Regions from separate parts of the Mus musculus genome. Here region 2 is linked to region 1. The links are chromatin contacts, called in public Hi-C maps. All regions are on one chromosome and are shown on one strand. Each heading gives the region's core, a stretch centred on a gene start, on an enhancer-like site or on the middle of the called end of the contact. The rest is flanking DNA. Distances are from core to core; before and after follow the strand shown. Region 1 overlaps Gm12052 (predicted gene 12052). Region 2 overlaps Commd1 (COMM domain containing 1).

Evidence for each region. A called contact is a pair of places that touch in the nucleus more often than the background predicts.
Region 2: a contact with region 1 is called in a Hi-C map of bone marrow-derived macrophages, with 23 read pairs. The contact joins two enhancer-like sites. A contact is called at or near these places in 1 of 39 promoter capture datasets (neural stem cells), 1 of 484 Hi-C or Micro-C datasets (bone marrow-derived macrophages) and 7 of 115 datasets of contacts at active chromatin or transcription factors (bone marrow-derived macrophages, embryonic basal ganglia, embryonic stem cells and 2 more).

The regions. Positions count from the first base shown.
Region 1 is chr11:22,615,224-22,620,523 of GRCm38.p6, reverse strand. It overlaps Gm12052 (predicted gene 12052), which reads right to left. Exons shown (of 5, transcript NR_166746.1): 3 at 4,035-4,123; 4 at 2,694-3,167; 5 at 2,032-2,203. Among named protein-coding and RNA genes, the nearest start is that of Gm12052, 6.2 kb to the right of the region's middle. Within about 2 kb of position 2,848, at least 136 of the 459 cell types and tissues checked have an H3K27ac peak or open chromatin away from gene starts, as enhancers often do. A contact at or near this core is called in bone marrow-derived macrophages, where this site is marked.
Region 2 is chr11:22,927,647-22,932,946 of GRCm38.p6, reverse strand. All of the region lies in intron 2 of Commd1 (COMM domain containing 1), which reads left to right. Among named protein-coding and RNA genes, the nearest start is that of Zrsr1, 42 kb to the left of the region's middle. Within about 2 kb of position 2,701, at least 35 of the 459 cell types and tissues checked have an H3K27ac peak or open chromatin away from gene starts, as enhancers often do. A contact at or near this core is called in bone marrow-derived macrophages, where this site is marked.

The sequences.
Region 1 (5,300 bases), core at 1,599-4,098:
CACTGCTACATTGATCTAAAAAAGAGTTGGGCTATTGCCCTGAAACCCATCTTGTTTGGCTTCCTGTCCTACTTAATGCTTTGGAATATTTTTTTTGAAGAGCCTCTCTTAAAGTATGATTTAAGGCTTACCACGGGATGAGTTGACTTTTTAAAATTGAAGTATAATTTTTGGACAGTAAGATGTATTTGCTCTAAGTGTCCTGTGTAATCACCACACAATCTGGTTTTAAAAGTCATCACCTCAGACTGACCCTCTGTCCCTTGTGGCTGGTCCCCAATCCTAGGCTCATCTCTGGTCTCAGGCAATGGGCCATCTTTCTGTCTCTGTGGATTTGCCTATTCTGTAACACCATTTTCATACAGAGCTGGCTGGCCTTGAAATCACAATGCCCCTGCCTCTGCTTCCTGATACCGGGTGTGTGCCACCAAGCCTGGCTAGGTTTGCATCTTAACAGGTTATGATAAGTGGAATCAAGTGACACTCAGTCCTCTGTGTACAGCGTCTTTCAGCCAGTGTGGTCTATGCATTCTGTATGAGATCTGTTCCTTTTGGTTTGTGGATAATAATCTACTCACATACATTGCATTTCCATGCACTGTTGACCATGGGTTCTGGGCTGTAGCTATTATGTACAAAGCATGTATATTCGTGTAGGTGGTTTTACATACATGTATTTAGTTATCTCAGTTGAATCCTTGTTGTGGACTGGATCTAATGCTATTTGTGTTAATTCAGTTTCCCAAATCACATGGGAACCTGTACGTCTGTCTGTAAGACTCTGAGGGTCCTTGCCCACAGTTGGCTGTAATTGGTAAATAAAGTTGCCAGTGGCCAGTGGCTGGACAGGGAGACAGAGGGGGGAACCTTAGATTTTCCCGGCAAGGGAACCATGGGGAAGCAGGAAAGTCATGCCTAAGAGCTGCAGGAGACGAAGTGTACAGCCATGTAAGCATCTGGGTAGTGACCCAGCTCCTGGCTGCTTAGGGCATATTAAAAATGAGGCTGTGTGTGTGTGTGTGTGTGTGTGTCTTTCATTCGTGAATCTAAAACATTTGGGCAGTGTCTTAGTCAGGGTTTCTATTCCTGCACAAACATCATGACCAAGAAGCAAATTGGGGAGGAAAGGGTTTATTCAGCTTACACTTCCATACTGCTGTTCATCACCAAGGAAGTCAGGACTGGAACTCAAGCAGGTCAGAAAGCAGGAGATGATGCAGAGGCCATGGAGGGATGTTACTTACTGGCTTGCTTCCCCTGGCTTGCTCAGCCTGCTCTCTTATAGAACCAAGACTACCAGCCCAGAGATGGTCCCACCCACAAGGGGCCTTTCCCCCTTGATCACTAATTGAGAAAATGCCTTACAGTTGGATCTCATGGAGGCATTTCCTCAACTGAAGCTCCTTTCTCGGTGATAACTCCAGGTGTGTCAAGTTGACACAAAACTAGCCAGTACAGGCAGGTATCGAGGAGTGCGCTGTGCGAGCACCCGCAGTGGAGTTTAGATCGAATGAACCTTCTAATGGCTTCAATCCCTGGCAGCTACTCCTGGGAACACAGTGCCGAGTGATCCGGTTATGTATGCTCAGTTTTAAAAGAAATTGCCAAGCTACTTTCCAGGTTGGGTATGCCATAGAGTCCCTCCAACAGTGTGTGCGGACTGGGCTTCTCCAAGTCATCAAAAAAGCAAAATAAACAAACAACAACAAACAAACAAGAAACTGCTTGCCCCTGTCACTTTGACTGTAGCTGCCCAGCAGGTGTGAAATCTGTTCTTCGTTGCTGTTGTTTGTTTGTTTGTTGCATGTCTACGGGCTAGTCTTTTTGATGTGTTCCTTGTCTTCTCTGCTACCCTATCTAAGAATTTGCCAGCAATATTTTAAAGCTCAGGAGATGGCAGATAAAACTCCCTGGGGATGGAAATGGGGTTTGTCTTGTTCATTAGCCACTTAATTCTAAGAACTCACTACTGAGTGGGAAGCAACACATTACCTCAGTGCTGCTGCTTTTTTAAAAAAGCTACAAACTCAATACCTCAAAACAGCACACATTTATTCTTTTAAAGTTCTTGACACCAGAGTTTGGAATTTCATTGGGTCCAAATCAGTCAGGGGAGACTCTGGGCACTGTAGAGGGAATCTGTTCTCTCCTGACTCTCTCCTTCTCTCCTCAGGTCCTCCTGCAAGATGGCTTGCCTTCTGTTCTGTAGTGAAATAAATATTCCTTTACCTCACTTCCCCTTTGGTGATATACCTGATTACATGTAGAATCTACCTAAATAATCGAGGGTAACACACTCTAGGTTTCTTTTGCCATTTAAAGAAACTTCCTGGGATTAGGCCGTGAATATCTCTGGGGTATTTCAGCTGACTACCCCAGAGATAGGTCAGCAATCTGTCTGCATGAGGAGGCCTCTGAGGTTTAGGTTTGGAGTTGGTTGGTTCGGACAACGGTTCCTGTTGAGGGGTCTTCTGGAGGCTCAGGTAGGTCCTAGAGGCATGCTGATTTGGGCTCCATAGCCCTTACGGCTCCTCTCACTCTTTTTCCTAGAAACAAGAGGAGCGGACAGCACTTGGGCAGCCACCGGGTGGTGGAGGGGCCTCTGATGGTGCCCAACATCCTGGCCCTAGTCTTCTACCACCCACGCTTACTACACAGCAACCCCTTTCCCATCCCCATCTCCTTACCCTTACCCTTACACTTGCCGCCCCTTGGGAGTCGGCCACGCTGCAATCTCTCAGGTGGCCAGCAGGGGTCAGCATCCCCGCGCAGAGGGTCTCGAGGCTGCGATGGGTGGAGCAGGGCTCGGTGGTGTCCTCCTGCCACCTCTGGTACAGGTCCTGAGTACAGCCAATGTGTCTCCACTGCTTACCCGCTCTCTTCTCTTCGCTTTCCACCTACGAGAAGGCGGCTCCCTCGGGGTCAGCTTGGAGGAAGCTAGCCTCCACAGAAGAGCCGGGAAGGAGGACCAGAGGCACCGGAAGCCCAGAGGCCTTCCTGAGAGCAGGAAGCTGTTAGATTTAGAATGAATTTTCTCCCAAGTGTCTCAGATTGTTGGCCAAAGTTACTCTGATTCTAACGTCCCGTGGTTCCTCGTCCAGCTGGTGGGTTTGGGTGGAGCCTGGTGGAATGCTTGGGCCAGTGCCTCGGGTCTGCAGTAAGAGAGCCTGGCAAAGCCAGGCATTAAAACCTCAGCCCAATTACGTTCTTTTCCACTTGTGTCCTTCCTAATTAAAGGAGGCCCTCTTGATGCCAGCATGGAATGCTGCAGACAAGGAGAAACTAAATTCTGGTCTCGAACTCAACAGCCTGTCTTTAAAGCAGATTCATTATTCACGATGAATAAAAAGTAGCTATAAACACTTGTGTATGGTGGTATGGATATACATTTCCGTAGTTGGGAATGTCATGTGTTTTTCTTGCTTGTAGAATTTCTGATTGAAAATCTTTAAGATAGTTGGAAAACAACACAGGTATCGTGGACTGAGTGGTTGTTTTGTATCAGGCAGAATATGTGTCTGAAAGGGGCGGGAGGGTCTTCCGGTCCACCCTGACTTTGGGAAGCTGCAGCATACTAGCTCTGTAGGGCATTCGGTGCTGCAGCAAAGACAGCCCTGAGAGAGACCCTTGGTGGATGGCCCTTTACTGTATGCCTGAAATCTGCATCAGCTTGGTCTAGGAGGCTTGTCTCTTTGGAATTTCTTTGTGGTGACATGGTCAAATCAAAGACATGCAGAGCCAGGCCCCGTCTTAGCTGTCCTGGGTTGCATCTAACTGAGTCCCCCATTTCCCTGACCATGTTTCCTGACTACCTCAGTCTATGGAATGTTGACTTTGTTCTTCAGCTCATTTTCTTCACCTTTACAAGAGATGTTTGTAACAGAGTAAAGCGGGGCTAACTAACACTTTCTAGTACCTCAAACAATTGCCACACTGCCAGATATACTTGTTTCACAGGATCATCTGCAATGCTAAATTTCCTTTTTATGTCATCCGTGGAAGCTCCTAACCAAAGGGGGATGGAGAATACTCACGAGTCTGAGTGATGTTGCATGTCATTGTGTGGTCTCACTATAAGCACTTCTGAGGGCTAAGCTTTCTCAGGTCCTGATGAAATAGCTCTCTAAGACAAACAAAGCAACAAAACAACTCATAGAGCCAAAATACTAACAATCAGCAACAACAGGCTCGATATTGTTAAGGTAAGTTACTGAATGCTGACATTCACAACAGAACATAGACAAGTATCTGTAATTAACCAGGTCAAAAAAAAAAAAAAAAAAAAAAAACCTGTTTACTTTCGCCTCAGGAAAGACTTTATTTATTTATTTATTTGTTTGTTTATTTGTTTATTTATTTATGTGCACCAGGCTAGGAATAGCATTTACTGCCCTGGAATGTTCTCATTCAATTCTCATGACACACGCGTGTAGAAATGATTGGTGTATACATATTATACGTGATGAGCAGATGAGCTTCTTCCCCCCCCCCCCCCCCCCCCCGAGACAGGGTTTCTCTGTGTAGCCCTAGCTGTCCTGGAACTCACTTTGTAGACCAGGCTGGCCTCGAACTCAGAAACCTGCCTGCCTCTGCCTCCCGAGTGCTGGGATTAAAGGCATGGCCACCACTGCCTGGTTCAGATGAGCTTTTGTTTTCTTTGCTTGCTATAATTGAGATGAGCTATTGATAGGGAGTCCACGCACAGCCACCAGTGAGGGTGGCTGCTGAGTTTTGGTCTCTCAGTCATCCAGCTTCTTGGTTCTTTCTGTCGCAGTGTTTCCACATTTTGTCCAAATGTTTGAGAGTCATCCATCACCTTTATCCACTAACCCTCTCTCTTTCTATAATACTAAAGAGTTCACCATTATGTTTCCTTTCCTGGAGGATCCTGGGCTTCTCACCTGAACAGGGGACGGCACTGTATCTTCTTTTATTTTTATTCACCTTGCTTCTAAAACGTTGCTTGGAGTCCATCAGATGGTCCAGTGACAGGTACTGTGGACCTGAAGGTTGCCATTCCACAGTGCTATCCTGAGGTCAAGTCCTGTTAGTGTGGGCTGCTGCTGATCCACTTCAGGACCAATGGTTCTAAGTAGCACCATTAGCATCAAAGCCTGAGGCCCTATGACTTCTCCCTAGTAGAAAAGCCTGTCACGCGGGTGTAGAATAGATCTCTCCTGCACTCCTGTTCTTCTATGTATCAAGGTCCCTCATTAGCACTCTCTTTGGTGAGATATACGAATCCCTCTAGGGACTCTTTCTTAAGTCACACTTCCTTAATGACTACCAACTGTGCGCAC
Region 2 (5,300 bases), core at 1,452-3,951, 310 kb before region 1:
ACGCGAGCGTGGCTTGGCCATGTTTCCATGGGTCGGAGGCCACAGTGGACATAGCCATGCTCATGTCAACAGCACATGTTTACTTGGGACTTCACTCAGTCAGGGCTTCCTCTTCTCCCTATACTGGGTTTGGTCTCCAGTACCACGTAAACTGAGTGATGGGGCATACTTGTAGCTTCAAAATTCAAGAAGTAAGGACAGAAAGATCAGAGGTTCAAAGTCATTCTTGGCTACAGGATGAGCTCAAAGCCAGCTTGAACTATATGAGATTCTGTCTTTTAAAATAAGGAAAAGGAAAAGAAAGAAATACGTAGGGTGTTAGTGAAATGGGGCTTTAAGTGTATCTATTAGGGTGTTTTCAGAGAGAATTATGGGGAGTAGGGTAGACATTTCAGCCATAGTCTGAGGTTCTAAATGGAATTAAGAAGGTTGAGCACCAGCACTCCCCTCTGCTCTCTGACCTGTGGGATATGAGCAGGCAGAGCTGGCTCCACTTTTGCTTCATAATGGACTGTATCTCCTGCACCATGAGCTAGAATCAACTTCTCCTCTCAGCTGCTTCTGCTCAGATAGATATCAGGTCACAGAAGTGAGAAAAAAATAACTAGTGCAATCCTGTAGCTACCTTATCTCTACCACTGTCTTAGTCATTCATTTAGGGACTACATGATGGACTCTACTTCTCTTATTGTCTCTGACTCTGGTTGCAACAAACTCATCTTTGTATCAGTGGGTCAGTAATTTGTGTAACCATGTTCAGAATAATACATCAGAGTCTTGGGGAGCAAAGTCAGGCGTGATGTCCATGGTGACAGCCTTTGATAGGAACCAATGGGTTCCACAAAAATGGGCAGATAGAGCAGCGATGGAGACCAAACTGAGGAAAGAGAGGATGGCATTGGCAGCTGAGAGGATTGTATAAACGAGGATGTCTTTGGTCTAAGCATTGCAGATTGGGTACACATGGTATATGGAAGTCAGAAGCCAAAGTATTGAGAGCAAAGAAAAGGATTCAGAAAGCAGGCACAACAAACATCAAGTTGTTTGTTAATGGGGTATCTGTAGGGAATTTGAGGTACCTTAACAGTCAGATGGAAGTTTCAAAGTTGTTAGACTAAAGATAGAAGAAGCAGTGCATGTCTGTAATCCCAGTACTTGGAAGGCGGGGCAAAAAGATTAGGAATTTAAAACCAACCTGAGCCTGGGCTACATGGCCTGTCTCAAAACAAAACAGAAGTTGGTTAGACCTTATCTGAAAGGCAGTGTAAGGATTATCAAGTGAAGAAGTGAAATAATTATGGCCAGCATGTTCATAGAAAGTGACTTGTACATTTATATCTGGAAAGGAGTGGCAAGCACCTCTCTAAGAAATTAACATTTAGTTCTGATGTTTGACTGTGAAGACTGGGTGTTGGCCGGTGGCTATCACAGCAGAGAGAAAAGAACAGATCATAGGACTTCAATGTGGAGAGATAAATACACTGAATACACTGGCTCTCCCCAGTTCCCCATGTGCCCCAGTTCTGAGAATTGAGCTCAGAATCTTGAGGTGACAGGCAAGCCTTCCTCACCTGATCCTTAAGCCTTGTTTAGTCCTCACTGTAGTTCAGGTTCCACTAGGTTTGCTTTATAAATGCAGACTAGTTTCAAACTCAAATAGTATCTTGCTGCATTTGCTTCCAATGCTGGGATTACAGTTGTGTGATGTTATGCCCTGATTCCTCAGGAAGCCCAGGCGAGCTCAGGAAGTGCAGAGTCCGCTGCAAGTGGGCATGAAAGACTTTTTACTGAAAATGAGTCCTGACTCGGATCACAAACCCCCTACAGCATAGGTTCGGAGTCTGTGACCCCCAGCTCCAGTGTTTTAGCACTTATATACAGGGCAGTTAGAAGTTCCTTGAATGCTTAGGGTGAAGGGGAGGGAAGATGGGTCAGGTAAGTCATAGCTCAGACATGATACCATTTGGTGGGGCAGAATCCCGAGGCTGGGAGGGGGATTAAAGACTGTCCTTTGTGGGGCTATCAGGAACTAGTTTTATGGCCGGCCATAACTGTCTGTGACCTCTGATTTTTTTTTCTATGACTTAAACGTGGGACCCTAATCTCCTTTCTTCAAGGATATGCACCAGCTACACCTGGTTATCCAGGAGAGTGCTGGTCTTGGTGCCACCGAAGCTGAGGAGTTTTTGTCATTTGTCTTATGAGACTCCTTGAGTCCTCTCAGACCAGCCAGGGAGGTAGAAAGAACCCCTGAGTTTGCTGCAAGGCACTCTCCTCTCAGAAGCAAGCAGCCTGTGCGCCTCAGTAACAGATCTGACTGACTATGATCTTGAAAGGCAGATTGTGTGTCTTAATTCTTCTTTCTATTCCATGTGCTTAAGTGCAGTGCCTGTGGACAAAGTGGCTATTTCAGTTGGATTGGGAAAGCAGATTGGATCTAAGTGGATGTTAGTCACGGTGAAAAGAAAACTGTCAGAGGAACCATGGAGTTAAGAGTGTTGACTGCACGGATAGTAATTTCTTTGGGGAAGTAAGGAATGAATAATGAGCATGCTTAGCCAGAAGATGGCTAATCTTAGCAGTGTGCAGACAGACATGGTGCTGGAGAAGGAGCTAAGAGTTCCACATCTTGATCTACAGGCAGCAGAAGGAGCCTGGGTGCTGCACTGGCTGAAGCTTGAGCATCACAGACCCCCCCACAGTGACAAACTTCCTCTAACAAGGCCAGTAGTCCTACAAGGCCACACCTCCTGGTAGTGACACTCCCTGTGGGCCAAGCATTCAAACACTTTGAGTCTTTGGGGGCTGTTCCTATTCAAACACCACACCATTTAAAAAGTGTTCTGCCTGGCAGTGGTGGCGCACACCTTCAATCCCAGCTCCTGGGAGGCAGAGGCAGGTGGATTTCTGAGTTCGAGGTCAGCCTGGTCTACAGTGTGAGTTCCAGGACAGAACTACACAAAGAAACCCTGTCTTGGGGGAAAGTGTTCTCCCCTTGAAAGCTTTAAAATATTCTGATCATAAAGAGACACTTGTTTTGAGTATCTATATTAGTTGCAGGTGGCTTCCAATTTGTTCTGAAAGAAAAGGTGGAAAGTCAGACTGAGCTGCAAGCAGCTGGTTCCAGTGTGACACGCCTCTTTTCTGTCATCAGTATGTCATCTGGATACACTAAGGGTGCTAGTGCAGCCTGTACAGGGATAGATCTGACTTGACAGGGGCAAAGAAATAAAAGACAAACATACAGACAAGCTGGTAGTAGGTGGACTGAGCTCTCTGTTGGGAAACTGTATCCCAGAAGCTCAGTGTTTTGTTATGTAGAGTTAGAAAGGGAGGTGGGTTTACATAGATAAACAAGGAGGCAGGTTTATAGAATACATCTGGATCAGGAGACAGGCTTAGCTAATCTTGGTAGGAGCAGTCTCTTTAGGAGAAAAGTCTTTGGGCCATAAATATAGGGTCTGGGGAGCTATTGGTGGGCATTTCCTGCAGACACCTTCAATTTCCGTACTCAGACCCTTCAGGAAGGCTTTAGCATTTTCCTGAGCTGGGGCAGGATGGGGTTTGCCATTTGAGTCTGAGGCTAGGGTCCTTGATGTGTGGTCTTGCTGGTGTCAAGAGCACACATTCAATCACTCAGGACTTCTGCAGGGAGTGATGCACAGGGAACAAGGAGCCCAGTGGGAAGAGCTGATCCTCAAGTGCCATGTTGTTACAAATCATACTATTTCTCCAAAATTCAGCTTTTTGAGAGCGTTACTTGGTATTGTATCAGTGTATCAGTGGAGAAAAGAACTGTTTCAATATCAGAGTAGTTTGTCAAAGTCAAATTTACTTTAATTAGCCTTGAGTTCCTCAATGTATTGGTGACCGTCCTGCTCTGTGACAGAGTACCGGAAAGAAGGAACTTGAGGGTGGGAAGGTTTGACTCACAGCTTGTCAGTGCAAGGAAAGAGTGGTGGAGGCAGCGGGGCACGTTGCACCCACGGTCAGGAAGCAGAAAGCAGTGAACACTCACTGTCTTAGGTTTCTGGTGCTGTGATAAAGCACCATGACCGAAAGCAACTTGGGGAGCAAAGGTTTATTTCATTTCTCATATTCTGAAGGAAATCGGGTTGGGAAGTCAAGGCAGCAAGAACCTAAACAAAAGTCCCAGGGCACTGCTGCTGCCTGGCTTGCTCCCCAAGGCTTCCTCAGCCTGCTTTTGCCAGAAGCCCAGGAGTGGCTCCACTCACAATGGGCTCTGCCCTCCCCATTAATCACTAAGTAAAAAAATGTCCTACCGAACCTGTCCACAGGCCAGTCTTTGGGGACATTTTTTTTTTCAGCTGTGTAAAGCTGATATAAAACTTGCCAGCACACATTGTCAGCTCACTTTTTACAGTAGCCTGCTCCTCCTGCTCACCATGGTGCTGGCCACACTTAGGGTGGATCCTCCCACCTCAATGAATGGAACCTAGAAAGTGCCCCACAGTCATGCCCAGAGTTTTGTTTCCAGTGCAGTTGTCAATCAAGGTAGACCATCACACGCAGGGTCCCTGACAAGGCTGCTACTCTGTCAGGGCCTCAGTGGGTGTTTTCTACATCAGGGTGTGTATGGAACAGACTTCAGGGATTTGACTTTGAGATAAAAGTCAACATTCTTTGTACAACCTTTAAATTAATAGCACAAATGCTTGTTTGTTAGCTAAATATTTTCCTCATCTGTGATAAATCTACGTATGAATTTTGTTAGAAGAGGACAAAGGAGCCAGCCCAAAGCAAACAGGAAGAGGGACCACTGCCTCCTGGGAGCCTCAGCCAAGTTTAGCATTGTGGGCTGCAGCTGTGCTTCTTACGTCCCAGACCCTGCCCCACAGGGTTTGGTTGTTTTTGTTTTTGTTTTGGGGTGTTATTTTTTGTTTTGTTTTGTTTTTTTGTTTTTTTGTTTTTTTTTTTGTCTTCAAGGGTTGATTGCAATTTTTCAAAGTTTAACAAGGATCTATAAGCCTCAATCTTACTATAGCAAAAGGCACAATCAGTGAGAACAAATTGATTTTAGAATCCCAAGTGAAATTTCTTGCTTTGAGCAAGAATGACTTACTACTGTCAGTGGTAAGGCATCAAAATTGGCTTACCAATAGGGGGAACGTGTTCCAACATTTTATGCTTTGTTTCCTGATGTGTTTATAAAAAGATAAAGAGAGAGAATATGTTCTGTGGGCGTGTAGTGAGGTATGGGGGGAGGGGATATCTCAGTGGGTCCATGCCAAGGCATCCCTTACCCCTGAGGGACCAGACACACAGCGGTATAATGTAGT